2 separate regions of the Triticum aestivum genome follow, and region 2 is linked to region 1. The links are chromatin contacts, called in public Hi-C maps. All regions are on one chromosome and are shown on one strand. Each heading gives the region's core, a stretch centred on a gene start, on an enhancer-like site or on the middle of the called end of the contact. The rest is flanking DNA. Distances are from core to core; before and after follow the strand shown.

Region 1 (7,370 bases), core at 2,659-5,158:
TGGAAGCGTTGCTACAGTGTGCTATCTCTCCCCTCTTCCCGCGGCCTTGGCTCTGGAGGGAAACCTCTGATCCGCGGGATCAGGCGATGAAGGCGCCTTCACGTCTTCTTCCTCCTTGGGGGCATCGTCTTGGAGCCGGCTACAACTGGAGACCGGTGGTTGGCGGCATCTTCGCCGCGTGGTTTGCTGAGGAGGCTGTTTCGGGGGCATTGATTTCTGTATGGCAACGACGACGGCGTCGAGAGGAGCTTCGGTCGCGGCTCGGGCTTTGGTAGTCGGATTTTCCCGGCGTGTCCGAGGTGCTCTTCCGTGGGTTGCCTGGTTGTTTTGAAGTCGGAGCTGCGGTGGAGCAAGTCCAGGCGGCGACGATGACAGGCACTCAGTGGTCGTTTGCGGTGAGCACGGTCGGCGCAAGTCCTGCATATTTCCCTCCTGATGCTCGTCGTCAAAGTCGGAGCTGTCGGTTGTTTGTGTGTGTGGCCATCTGTTGGCATGTGCCGCCGTGGCTTGTGCAGCTGTCCTGCAGCTCTGTGTTTCATGTTGGTGGCCAGGTTGGCCGGTGGTGCCCATTTTGTGGGCTGGATTGTATCGGTTTTAGCCTGGTTTTTCGTCAATTAACTGGGCAATTCTCCTTCTTCTTAATCAATGAAAATGGCAATTTGCCTCGTTTCAAAATTTAAAAATAAAAAAATAAAATGAAAAATCGTTCCAGATTCTCAGTGCCTTGTTTTAAGTACAGCAACGTCATGATTTTCATTGCAACAAAAATAAAAGGAGCAATGGTTTGATGCAGATAAGGGCATGTCTGCATATGCATGACATATACGTACACGCTACTGTTTCATGACATGAGCTTGAGTGCAGAGCTACGAATTAGAGCCGCCTCTGTGTTAAACGTACGCAAACTGCCTTAATTAATTATACCCGTGCTTAATCAGTCTGGTACGTATGGAGGATTGTGTCAAAAAGGAAAAGGAAAAACCGTAGAGAACACGGTATAACATCCCTTGTGGATGAGCTACACAATGTTCAACTGAATAGTTTATCGATTGACATCGGAAGAAGAGTAACAAGGTTTATCCAGCTCCGGTGAGGGAGGACGATGACGGTGGCATGCTTTTAGCTCGCTTGAGTGTTTGCAGTCGTCGGTAGATGGTCTACAGACCTGGATATAATTTCTATTGATTCTAGTATTCTTTGTAATATCTTGATGTTTGATAAATAGATTGGAATCATCTATAAAAAAATCCACTAAAAACAGAAGAATGGTTAATCCGGATCGAGCTCAAATGCTCTCCGTAAACAGTAAAATCAGAAAAAGGAAATGTAAGCTAAATTTAAAAAAAGGCAACAATTTCTGTTAGAAAAGAAAAAAAGACGGACAATTCTCACAACTTTTGTTAATTAATGAAAATAACGAGTCTTTTGCCTCATTCAAGCTTTTTTACTCCGTAGAGAAAGAAATTATATCATCTGTGGATGAGCTACACAGTGTGCACCACACGTGAAATAATTCTGCATTGGTGATATAATTAATTAGCTAGACAGCTAACTCAAAGCGAGTGAAATCTTTTACATTCTGTTCTGGAAAGAGAATCGCTTTGATAAATCAGAACATTCCAGTTCAAAAGAGCGACAATAATTTCTTTGCAAAAAGGAGAAAGAGAAAGAAGACATCATTATTTTCTAACCAAGCCGCATCCAAACAGTCGGTGAACAGAAAATGTCAAGGAAGCGAAGGCTGGAAGGTCGAAGATAAAGCTGGCTAACAGCTTTGCTTTTCTAAAGATCTTTTCTAGTTGTAATTAGTAGTACACGTGAGAATGGGAATGATCGATTTCTGGGAAACCAGGTAAGGGGATACTGTCAAATAACACCAGCTTTCATGAATAATAGTTTTCTTAGTGATGAAATTATGAGCATATCATCGCATAAAAGTAGTTGATTCTTGAACGTGCCCTTGATTTTGCTCACCGCCAATCTCAGTTCTCAACTACTCACGGTTGTTGCAAAACACGATTACAGTGCGACAGGTAATAACAAAATTAGTAGCAAAATTTGGCGCGGAAACCAAATTCGGCTCTAGGGAGCATATGCCCATGCGCGCCAAAAAGCCATTTTTGCAAATGTGAAAAAAGTATGGAAAAAAAATTAAACATGCATATTTTTATGTCCAAAACTCCAAATGTTCTTGTGTAAAGCCCAAGCATTTCGGTATGTGAAAAGAAAAGCCTAAAACGGGACTCAAACGTCAGGGCTGACCGCAACCCTCATATCTAACTCAAATATGAGGCGGATATGGGGACGCCCGGACGCGTCCCCACGTAGGGCTGAGGATGGGGTCCCACGCGGAATCGCCCAGAAACCCGGCAGTCCAACGGACGTCTTCTCCGTCGCCGCGATGTGAAGGTCGTGTGGCACGCTCCGGCTCGCTGCCCGAGGTAAAAATCCGGCTATTTAAGCCGTCCGCCGTCTCCCAACCCTAGCCCATCCGCCTCCTTCCTCTCTGCGCTGCAACCCGAACCAATGTGTCGAAGGTGCCGGCGGAGCTGCAGCTGCCGCCCATGTACCCGGAGCTGGCACGGAGATAGTCGACATCTCCGACGAGGAGTAATTTTAGGTAATCTACATAGTATGTAGGTTTTTTCTTTGCATGCTTTTGTATGGATTTAAAAAATTTAGTATGAAGTGTTCAGATGTAGTTTTGTAAATTTGAGAAGTGATCGGTCACTCAACGTTTGAAGGGTCATATTTGTCATATTTGAGGATGAAGGCGCGAAGCATCCGTGAGTTGCTCGCGAAAACAAATACCAGTCAACAGTCAAAGCTACGGAGCAAAATCAGCAGAGAATCAGCAAGCGCGTCCGAAAAAATCAAGCTATAAGACCACCAGCTCGCAATTAATTAAGTGTAGCCATGCATGCATGCTTGTCATGCTCGCAACTTCCTAGTTGGTGCGCTCCCTGTTAAAAATGATACTGTTCGCTTCGCAAAAAAAATATAAAAAATTGATACTGTTCGTTCGCGTGGACCAAACGTATCTTTTAGCGGGGGACACCGGACGAAATTTCGTACTGGACATTTCGCGGCTTATGTTCGTACTGGACACCGATCTGATCTGATCATATCAGATTCAGGTGACCATTTGCATGCATCTTTTTTTAGAGAAAAACCATTTGCATGCATGCAGTCTACAGCAGAGTAATGCTACACGTACAAACGAGTTACTCCCTCCGTCACGGTTTAGAAGGCGCGCTTGGAAATTCTTTGGGATCTAGGTGGTTATCTATTGGTTGTGGGATGGACTAAAAAATAACATTCACACTACGTATGCATATAGAAATAGTATATCGGAGTACTAATTAGCTACTAAAAATAAATGCAATGCGCCTTAAACCTTGTCTATTGTGGAAACGCACGCAAATTTAACTGTGCCTTCTAAACTGTGACGGGGGAAGTACAAGCTTTTATAAAAAAAGGTTAATTTGATTGGTCAATAGGTGGTAAGGCGGCCCACCCCCTGAAAATCAGGGAGGGCAGGTTTATGATTGGTTAGTAAATAAAAAAATTCTAGGCTGCGTGTAATTGCGTGTAACTCTTTGTATGTTTAGCATTATTGGTCTACATCATCTCGAAGAATGTATACAGCACGGGGCTAATATGGGCAGTATATACGGGCTGACCGACGCTGCGACGCTCCCTCATTTACAGTGGCGCGGTATGTACTTTTCACCTACCTCTTCTATTTTATTTGAGAGCTATTTAATTCCACCTCGTTTTAGTTTTGAAGAAGACAGGAATGAGTTAGTGCCAACTTGCTACCGATGATGGATTAGTAGCACCAAACGTACTGCCAGTCGCCCGTTGGATCAGAGAGACCGGCATGGCAATGCCAATGGCATGGATGGTTTCAATGCCCGGTCCCTATAAATACACCGGACAACAGAGCAAACCATAGCGAGCGCGTGCCCTTGCCCATTCCGGCACATAGCAACGGACATTCCCTAGCCAAGGCCACACCATCCTCTCCTCAGCTTGCTAGCCGTAGGCCATGAGCGGTGGTGGCGCAGCAATGGAGTCGTCGTTGCTATGCGCGAAACAGCTTCTCCTCTGCTGCCTCTTCCTCTTCCTGTGGGCGCTCGCCGCCGTCGCCGAGGCCAAGACGGTGCACGAGCAATGGGACATCAGCTACCAGTTCACGCACTCGGACTGCGTGCGCAAGCTGGCCGTCACCATCAACGGCGGCACCCCGGGCCCCACCATCCGCGCCGTGCAGGGCGACACCGTGGTGGTCACCGTCAAGAACCTGCTGATGACGGAAAACGTGGCGATCCACTGGCACGGCATCCGGCAGCTGGGCACGCCGTGGGCGGACGGCACGGAGGGCGTCACGCAGTGCCCGATCCTCCCGGGGGACACCTTCGAGTACAGGTTCGTGGTGGACCGCCCCGGCACCTACATGTACCACGCGCACTACGGCATGCAGCGCTCGGCCGGGCTCAACGGCATGATCGTCGTCGCGGCCGCGCCCGGCAGCGCCGACGCCGAGCCGTTCGCGTACGACGGCGGCGAGCACGAGGTCCTCCTCAACGACTGGTGGCACAAGAGCACCTACGAGCAGGCCGCGGGGCTCGCCGCCGTCCCCATCGTGTGGGTCGGCGAGCCCCAGTCGCTGCTCATCAACGGCCGCGGCAGGTACAACTGCTCGGCCATGGCGTCCGACGCCGCCGCCGCCTGCAACGCGACGCACCCGGAGTGCGCCCCGCAGGTGTTCGCCGTGGTGCCCGGCAGGACGTACCGCTTCCGCATCGCCAGCGTCACCTCCCTCTCCGCCCTCAACTTCGAGATCGAGGTAAATTCAATCGTTGACGGTGTTCAAGGTTTCTTTCTTCAGCACGTACTGTAGCTGCACGTACGTAAGTTGGTCTTGGTTCTGTCTGACTGCTTCGTTTGGGAGGTGTGCACATGGAGACGTAGTACGTGTGAGTGAAAATAACAATACGAACGTATAGCCGGCAAAGGCGACCAGGGACATGTGGATGCATGTGCGCGCATGCAGGCCGACAAGAGAGATCGGGGCAGACCACGGTCAGATATTCACATTGCACCGAGGAGGATCTGATTTTCGATGCCCTCCGCCACCTTCTTGTTGCTGCCAGCTTGCCACTGCTACCATTAGTGGTAATAGTATACTCCGGGTAGTATCTTTGCTTAGCCGGCAATCAAGGCCGGCCGGCTGTAACATGAAGCCGTGTTTCGGGCGAGCTTCCCTCCAAGCAAGTTATCGCCGGCCGGCCGTTGATCTGGATTGTAGTAACAACAAATATAAAATCTTCAAGAGATCGTCATGGGAGCATGCATCTCTGTGTAGTACTTATCTGCATGCACTTGGACCTCCATCTACGATACATAAGCCTCTCCATGGACTAGTTTAGTACTGATTCCAAAATGGATGCAAGTGGAAACCTCAAGATCCGGAAACATATGCTTTAGTTGATCGACCTTCTTCTCTGTTTGGCTGTACCGCCAGAGTCAAATGGGCAGGTAGAAGCTGAGAGGGTGTTTGTTTCCAGGGACTTATTGGTTTAGGGACTTAAAAAAGTCCCTATAAGTCCCATCTAAATCAAACAGGAGGGACTTATAGGGACTTAAAGTGGGCATTTGGGATTTATGAAATAAGACTCTCAAAAAAGGACTTATAAAGCCTTTTAGTTGTAATATGGTCTTATAGAGACTTATAAGTTTCAGAAACCAAACAGGTAAGGACTTTTTAAGGACTTGAGACTTATAAGTTGGGACTAAAAAAATCTTAGAACTTACGAACCAAACATGGCCTGAGTCATTTCGCAGAAACCACCTGGCTAGCCAGCCAGTAGCATTTGTAAACCACGTCGAAGTCCAGGACTTGAGACACGTACGTACGTCGTCGCTCGAAACAAAACAACAACTAAGACATTGCACCTAATGGTCCAAGGATCCTTGTCAGATATTGACTTGCATCCACTTCGAGCCTAGACGTTTCAGACGTTCTCATCTACCCATATAGAGCTAGCGGCCAGCGTAAACACTGTATATAGGTGGTACCCAGTACCCATCACCATGCAACATAATGAGTGCGCGCGTGTCTGGATCGATATATGGACGTGGACTAGAAGTAACCGCGTAGCACTGTGTCTATCCACCGCTAACCTCCAAGTAGGATGAACTGGATCGATCCACTGACCACCCACATGCATGTAACGTCTAGTTCTAGTTGGCCACTACACTCCCTCCGTCTCATAATACAAGAATATTTTTGACACAAAAAACACTCTTACAATATGGGACAGAAGAATTATACATTTGAGTAGTATAGCTAACATGCAACTTGTGTATGTAGTACGGTATGTACCGCGACAAGCAACACATGCAGACTCCTGGCTAGTCAATGACCTATATCTTGTTACGCATATCACGTAGGAAGGCCTATCTTGTTGCGCGTATCACGTAGGTTCAGTTTAACAACATAATCCACTCGTTAGCGTGAGGAAGATGCAGATAGGATTAAGATCATTTCCCAGTAACGTACACATGCCTACGCACGCTTCTTAGCCCTGTGGTGTTTATCTATTCTCATTCCACATACACGTCAGAGCTGGGGCTCAAATGATCGATCGATTGATCCCGATCACTTAGAAATCGTTGATTGGAGGGGTTGGTTGGAGTACAGATATCATTCAACTATTTAATTATATATGTTAGGTTCCACAGATAATTATACTAGTATAATGTTAGCTGGTTGATTTGGATGAAAGCTAGCTAGCGGCCACGTCTATATCGCGCACAGCACAATGTTCCAGTCCAGCGTTGGGAACAGTACTGCTCAACAAACCCAACATTTATCTTCTGCCCTGCCATGCCGCTCTCCAATCTTTGAAACGGAATTAACAAGTTGACGACGATGTGAAAGCGCAAGGGCGAAGGCAACATGTATGTATACTTAACCTAATAAAGGTGTCTCACCGTCATGACATTTCGAGGAACAAGGTGTGACAGGGAAATCATGAGCAAATACGCTAGCAAACATAGGAAACGCCAAGGAAATTGCTGCCGTACGTCGAGATCGTCCAAAACTCACCCCATATATATATGCCATTGCAATGGAGAATGGAGATTCGCTAGCTAATTCTTTTTGTCACACTTTACCCGTTTGCGTAAACAACGTTTTTGCCTATTTGTGCGCTTGTATTTTCGATAGCATAGTTAATCGGTGCTGCTAAATCTCAGTCAACTTAGACTTCACGAAATCTAAGTCGACATGTTAACCGTTGGATCGTTTCTTGCGTCAGGATTCGCGCATGGGGTTTGTTTTGTCTTGATTGGCCTGTGTA
Region 2 (7,370 bases), core at 2,905-5,404, 390 kb before region 1:
AGTTTGGTCTAGGTGTTGGGGGTTTCAGTTTCAAAATTCAACATGAGCTCGATCTTGTCAAACCAACTGAGACGAGCCTACATGCCCTGAAAAATATAGTAGATAAGGTAGTGTAGACATAAATTGATAAAAGATAGTGGATGAGAGAGATGAGGTTGGATTGATATCACAAAGGGAAGAAGATATGTGTAGAAAGATCAACGGAGGGTGGTATGGGTAAAAAAAGAAGGACCGGCGTTGCAACTTGCAAGGGTGAATGTTGAAAGTGAAGCACACTTTTGGTTTTAAAGTTGAAACTGTGATTATTACTCCCTCCGTTCCATATTAGTTGTCTCTGAAATGGATGTATCTAGATGTATTTTAGTGCTAGATACATCCGTTTGAGCGACAACTAATATGGAACGGAGGGAGTATTTGGGAAGGGTGGTCTTAGGAAGTGGCTCTAGCTGATTAAATAAAAAAACTTGCTCATCTAGGTTCAGATCGTAACAAACATGAACTTAGAAATCTTTTTATACATCAGGGGTTCCCTAACTATTTGCTTTAAAAAAATTAAGTGGCAGTCTCCAATGACTACAAAAACCTTGCCAACAAACAATCCGTATGGACCCCTTTCTTTTTCCAGGAAACTAGCACGGATTCTAGCAGTCGCTACGTATTACAGGTCACCCAACATGCATAAAATGCACTGTTTCTAGCCACGGAATAGGAACAAACATATCACCAGTTGGAGACGGAAAGATCAAGCGAAAATAAAGCGCCTTCCGATAGCCATGTCTTTTGTCCCAATTGTCGTTACCACGAGTTTGGCCTATGGTCGCCACACAATTTGCAAGAGGGGGCCTTTTTTCCCCTTTTTTTCTGCTTTTCGGTAAAGGCCAAGGAAAATGATAGCTGGAGAACCCACTTGGTGAGACGGTGAGGTTACGCATCCAGTAGTTTCCAAATTACGCGCTCGTATTTGCATAAGCATGGATGTGCATTTCATACGAATTCAGAGAATTTTGCCGACTAATCATAAGATATAGTCTATGCCGACTCTTTGGCGGGACGATCCACATCATTCAAATACTCATCGACTTGAGATGGCTGAACACGGCGGGCCTGATATGATAGGCTAGACTAATTCTAGTGTGTGCACGCTCTGGTGGATTCGTGTAGCTAGCAGTATTGTTGAGTGCGGTGACAAATACATCTCTCTCGTGATCGAAAGATGATGAAAAATAAAGGGAGATGGAGACAAGAAAAGTGGGGCAATTGGGGGGTGCGAGTGAGTGAGCTGATCGAGTGGGCGACAGGAGGTGTCCCCTGTCGCGTGCGTGGACAACTGGACGATGCTTGGGGCCTGGAGCCTGCGGTTGGGTGCCAGTGCGGCCAACGCAACGGACCACTCGTGACCTATCGGGGTGGTGGTGGTGCCTGGAGTGGACTGACTGACTGACATGGGAGGGACGATCCACCACCTATCAGTCTCCAAAAACTGTGATGCGCTTATCAGGCATGCATGCGTTGCTGACGAGGCTAACATGTCAATGAGAGCCCAGCAGCAGCAGCGGCAGCAGCTCTGTTCCTGGATGCTTCCTCGATCTAGTCATTGAGAATCAGGGAACCCTAATTATTTAAGGATCTGTGGAATGAGAATCGATGCTTCCAGGACGCACACGAGCAAATAGAGCTGATTCTGTGGATTTCTGAGTCACATGATTCCAGATGTTTTTTAAAATGAGTTAAAAAAGTATAAAAATTCCCCAAAACAATTTTGTGAACATGTACCAACAGTCTTTATAGAAGGAAAAAAATCGTTGGTTTGCAGCCTGTGTGAAAAGAAAAGACGAAACTGGGAAGGTACAATAGCATCTTGAGATTTTGAAAAAGGCCCCCAATTTGTTATTCTTTTTCCCCACAAATGAGTTGTGTTTTCACAAAACTTTAAATCTGGAGACCATGTTGAGTAATATGCACGTGAGATTTTCTATAAAAATTTTTGATAAGTGCCAGGAACTTAATTGAAAATGGATCATGTGATCCTGAGAGTCAAAAGGGGTTTTCTGCCGGGAAATACACTGATATCCTGTTAAAAAAACACCAATATACTCCTCCGCCCGGATTTACAAGGTTTATTAATTTAATCCTAAGCTGTATTTGTTTCAGTTTGTAGAAAAAAAGGTCATGACTGCCTACTACAACAAGGTTGCCCGGCTCTGGTGAAAGAGGGGCAATGACAGCGGCGCGCCTTCGGCTCACTCCAATACTTGTAGTCGTCGCTAGGTGGTCCACGGACATGGTTGTAATTTTATTACCTATTTTGTTCTTTGCACTGCTATGATTGAAAATGAATAGATTGAAAGTTTCTGAAAAAAAAGTTCATAGAAAAAAGGTCAAACATCTATTATATATTTAATATATTACAAAATACTTCCCGTAATAACACTTTATATTATGGGACGGAGAGAGTAGTATGTAGTGGCATCGATTTGGTGTTGTAATCTTACTCTTTAATAATATACACTTGATCAAATTAAAGGGTTTAACTGTGAACTTGGAGGAGAGAGTATTATATACTTGCACTTGCACATTGGAATAGTTGCGTACTAGAGTCGTCTGAATTTTGTCTTATTGTTGCAATTAGTGAGCAAGTGCTCAAGTAGTAAAGCCCACAGCCATATCCGTATCATGAGAGCCAACAAGCTTTAATACGCTGCCGCAGCGCTGCTCACGGGATTGATTAGTAACCACGCGACTGGTTCAATGACTCTTAACTTTCAGCCTGGCGGCGGCCTCACGAGCACGTAACAACAGTGATCACATCCCTTTTGACTGCACACATCACCAAGACTTGATTACACTAGGCAAGATAAGGTTGTTTTTCTCTCTTCATTAAAGTGCAATTTCGTTAACGGATTCGGTCTACGCAGTGCTGCAATATGAACCGTCGAGGATGCACAAAGCCAAACAAGATAAGATCCGTGAGGTGATGCAATTAACTAATCGATCAGTAGTGGAGGACCGTAGGAAGGAACGATCTCATAAACGGATTCGAGCTCCAAGTGTACATACAATTGATAAAAAGCTATGCAGTTGTACTGAGGCGATGGTCGATCGATCGACCAGCGGTGGCTGACGGCCTGCACAGATTACCAGCGATTCATATTGGAGGCGTTCGTACGTACTACGTACGAGAGTAATACATGCGTAGCGGGCGGTGAGAAGCGAGAGCTTCCAGAGCTACTGGCCGGCAGGTAGCTTCGGAAGATGATAGCGTGCCTGCCTCTCGTGCGCCGTCAGGTTAGGCCGCCGCCACCGTGCCGCCGGTGTCGGTCTTGCCGGAGCGGCCGCGGCTGGTCGCCGGCGCCGCCGCCTCGCTCATGGACCTTGGCGTGCACTTGTCCTTCCACTCCTCGTGCGTTATGTGCTGCTGCCGGCACTCCAGGCTGCAGAAGGCCGCCTCGCCCCTGAAAAATCGTGCAACGGAAGCAGAAGCAAAGCAACAGATTAGTATATTGGCTAGTGGTGCTACTTGGCCATTGATGCACGTTGCACGTGCATGCAGGGGCGGACAGCTCACGTACTTGTACATGAAGGTGTCGCGGCCGGGGCCGAGGAGGCGGCGGCAGAGGCCGCAGTGGCGGAGGAACGCGGCCGTCTCGACCTTGGAGTAGTCGGCCGAGTTGCGCCGGAGCCCCGCCCGCGCCGGCGCCGCGCGCGCGCGGTACGCCGCGAGCCAGTCCGTCCCGGGGGCCCCGCTGCCGCCGCCTAGGGCCGCCAGCCAGTCCTGCCCCCCGCCGGCGCCACCTTCTTCGGCCTGCACCACCGCCTTGGCCTGCTCGTCCTCGTCCTCGTCCTCCAACACCACCGCCAACACGGACGGCGGCGCGACCTCCCTCAAGCTCGTCGTTCGCCTCATCGCGTTCCCCCACCTAGCTCCACCCCACACCACAGCCTAGCTCCTCCCTTAACCGACAAACCAAGACGTACGCCTCTGCTCTCGCACGATCCACCCTACCAGACGCACGCCCGCAAAGTCCGTAAATGGTGCGAGGAAGCGGAGCTGGGAGGGGGGGACGAGGAGGAGGCGGCGGCCATGGAAGTGCGTCAGTGTGCTTGTGGAGAGGAAGAGACGAGGGTGGGGATCTGCGACGGCGAGGGTGGGAGGGAGGAGGGGGAAGATAAAGAGGGGGGAAAGGATCTGGGCCGTCGGATGGGGTCCCATGACCGATCGGATCCACGTCAGCGCACTGATTGTTATTCCCCTGGGCCCTGGGCCCTGGGCCGCATCGTGCTCGCGCCTGATTGCTGCGCGCTTGTTCGCTTCCGGGCGCTCGGTCGGGGGCCTGTCGCAACGTCGTTCGCCGAATTTATTACGATTCCAGGCACCTCTTGGCAACTTTCATTGGCTGGTTTTTGCTACCAGTAGCAGGAGGAGGAGCATTATTGTGACGGTGAAGTTTTTGTGAAGGATAGAAAGGGAGGACGTGTGATTCAGCAGCTCGATGCATGAGATGAAAGCTGAGTTTGTGGTTGGGTTACGTAGCAACTGTAGACCCCATATATTTTTTATTTACTTTGTAATACCCCCTCCTTTCTGGTTTATAAGGCATCTCCCAATGCTCCACCTTGTACATGTGCTAATGTTGCCATGTAGGCAAAAAAGATGATGTGGCAAGGTAATTAAGAGGAAAGAGATGGGTGTGGTAGCCCCAAGAAGAAACAATGTCAAGCGCGGGAACCTAGGAAAAACACTTAAATGGAAGAAGCCCACCAATGCATGGACAACTTTAGTTGCTAAATCACTAAATGAAGGATGCTTAGCAATAACACTACAAGAAAATATACCATTTGCCACCAGGTATTTTGTCACTGAGGAGTTTGGTGGCTGTAGATGTACTAATTGCAACCATTTAATTAGTTCCTTGGTCACGATAGGCCTATGTGCTGTACACTTACCGGTTTGTATCGAGGGCAGAAATAGCAACCAAGGACTAATATGCAAAAAGACAAGTCACCACACGATTCCTAGCGTCTCCCCCAAATCGAATCGCCCCTGGCGGCGGCCGACGCATTCCTTGTGGTGGCGGCGGCGGCCTGATTCGTTTTTTTCCGTCGGAGCGGGCGACGGAAGGCGGAGGGCGCGTCGGAGAGCAGCCTCTTCCCGGCAGCGGCGATGGCGGGCTTGTTCCTCGCGGCGGCAACGACAGGCTTGTTCCTCTCGGCGGCAGCAGCGGGCTTGTCCCTTGCGGCGGTGGTGGCGGGGCACCTGCGTGAGGGAAGGGAAGCAGCTGCAGCAACGGTCGCGTGGGCAAAGAGAAGCAGCTTCGGTAGCAGAGGGGCGCAAGGTCTGCTGCCGCAACAGATGCCTAGGGTTCCACCTTCTCCGACCCCAACCAGCTCTGCCGCAGCTAGCGAGATCTCGCTCTCACCGTCAACACCAGCAAAGGCCAACCTGTAAGAATGATCTCCCCTCTGTCCTTTGCCTCCTTCCCTGTTTCTCTCCATTAATTTGCTTCGAGTACTTGATGGCTAGATCATGCACTTCAAGTGTTTGTGGAAATGTGGAAGTAAAATATACATGTAGCATTCGGTTTGTGATTTGAAAACTGGCTTGGCCTACGATGTAGAGTTTGGTTTTGTGATTTGAATATAATATGTATGTAGTAAATATACTGTATAGTATAATCTTACTGCATATTGATACTTACAACATCAGGACTTGTAATATATTTTTGTAGTACAATGTTTTTCAAGGATATACAATTCTATGATGACTATCTTCAAATACTGTTCTATGAAGACTGTGTTTGTATAATGTTGTAGTATAATGTTTGAAGACCATCTTTGTATACAATTCTAGTACAGCATTATACAGTTCCTTTGGGCTGCTGCTGCTGTGATATTATATTTTAGTATAGTGTTACTGCATATAAAATAATTACATATGCAAGTTGCGGCTTTAGTTTGATAAAGTGCAAGCAGGGCAGGTGCTTGGTAAGGCATATGGTTACTGCATATAAAATAATTACATATGCATATAAAATTATTACGTTTGTGAGCAGGTGCTTGGTAAGGCATATGGTTACATCAGAGGTCGGGGTCATGGACCAAAACCAAATAGAAGGGCCTACTCAAGCGCATCAAGCTCAACTCAGCATGTAGTGGAAGAATTGGCCTCTACAAAGGAGATTGTTGCTACGCAACAAGCTCAAATTGAGGCTCAACAATCTCAACTTGAAGCTCAACAGAAGAAGATCGATTGGCTACAGAGTGTCGTGTCTAACTTGGTTGGCATTTCACCTCCTATGACGGCACTAGTGCAACAGGGCTAGGTTTCACAACTGAGCGGCCAATGCCATCTGACGGAATAGGTATGCAACACATCAATCTCAACTATTTTTGTCATTTTTTATTCACAGAAAATACATGTAGCATATTGCTTTTGATAAAGCATTCCAATTTCTGCCATAGGTTCGCTAATGTCTAACACTGTACAAAGGATGTCAAGTTATCCAAGATCGTTTGCAAGGTAATGTTATTTTTCCCATGCTCTGGTATTTTAGATGATGCCTCCTGCACCTGCAGCTTGCTTAGATATAGCAGTGTACTTGGTATCGAGATCTTCTAATCACGATAGTTCTTGCTAACAATTCTGTAACGGAAAATGAAGATACTCATCATGAATATATGGGCTTACAAATTCCAATGTATAGCTAGTAATACATGTATACATTTTCAACAGTCATTTGAGACCAGGATATAGACCTGCTCCAACTTCTTCTGATGGAAATGGTACGATCAGTTTGCCTCTGCTTCAAACAATCAATATACTATGTGATTTGGCAAATTTCTTCATGATCTTAATCTTGATGGTCCAAATTTATGAATCACATGCTCTCTAGTGTCGGATAGAGGGTCCAGGTATTCGATTGCTAGAACTCAATTTCACCTGTATGAATTGCAAAACGTCTTATATTAATGAACAGAGGTTGTACTACAAAGTACAACACTTGTATGATAATTAGAGAAGGGGGGAAATAGTACAAGAAAGGTGCATCATTAATTCATTATCAAAGTATTTCTTCCAGTTAAACCATAATCTCGGGTGCACAGAACAGAGCAGTAAAAGGCCTTGCAACTCTGTTTTGGGAGTTTATGTTCCTCGGCAATCAATTAAGAAACTCCAGATAAGATAAGATTGATGGAAGACCGAGTCCTGTAGCAAAGAGAAAACTAGTAGCGAACGGCAAGTGGATGATTTTCGAGGATCCTTTATAGATTTATTGTGTTCTCGGTCGTGGCTGATTGTAGATTTTTTGGTGAAACTTTGGCTGCTGACATGATGGTATTGTGGTTTAGAGACACCACGCCATTGTGTCTAG

Evidence for each region. A called contact is a pair of places that touch in the nucleus more often than the background predicts.
Region 2: a Hi-C map of leaf shows a contact between it and region 1, with 10 times the contacts expected there. The contact joins the promoter of LOC123103599 here to the promoter of LOC123103597 in region 1. A contact is called at or near these places in 2 of 5 Hi-C or Micro-C datasets (both in leaf).

The regions. Positions count from the first base shown.
Region 1 is chr5A:395,791,184-395,798,553 of IWGSC CS RefSeq v2.1, reverse strand. LOC123103597 (L-ascorbate oxidase) reads left to right here and starts at 3,908. Exons shown (of 2, transcript XM_044525238.1): 1 at 3,908-4,852. The coding sequence starts at 4,052.
Region 2 is chr5A:396,183,481-396,190,850 of IWGSC CS RefSeq v2.1, reverse strand. It overlaps LOC123103599 (FCS-Like Zinc finger 5), which reads right to left and starts at 4,154. Exons shown (of 2, transcript XM_044525241.1): 1 at 3,570-4,154; 2 at 3,010-3,452. The coding sequence starts at 3,904. The coding sequence ends at 3,287. LOC123106988 (a long non-coding RNA gene) reads left to right here and starts at 5,389. Exons shown (of 3, transcript XR_006451563.1): 1 at 5,389-5,442; 2 at 6,051-6,359; 3 at 6,460-6,507.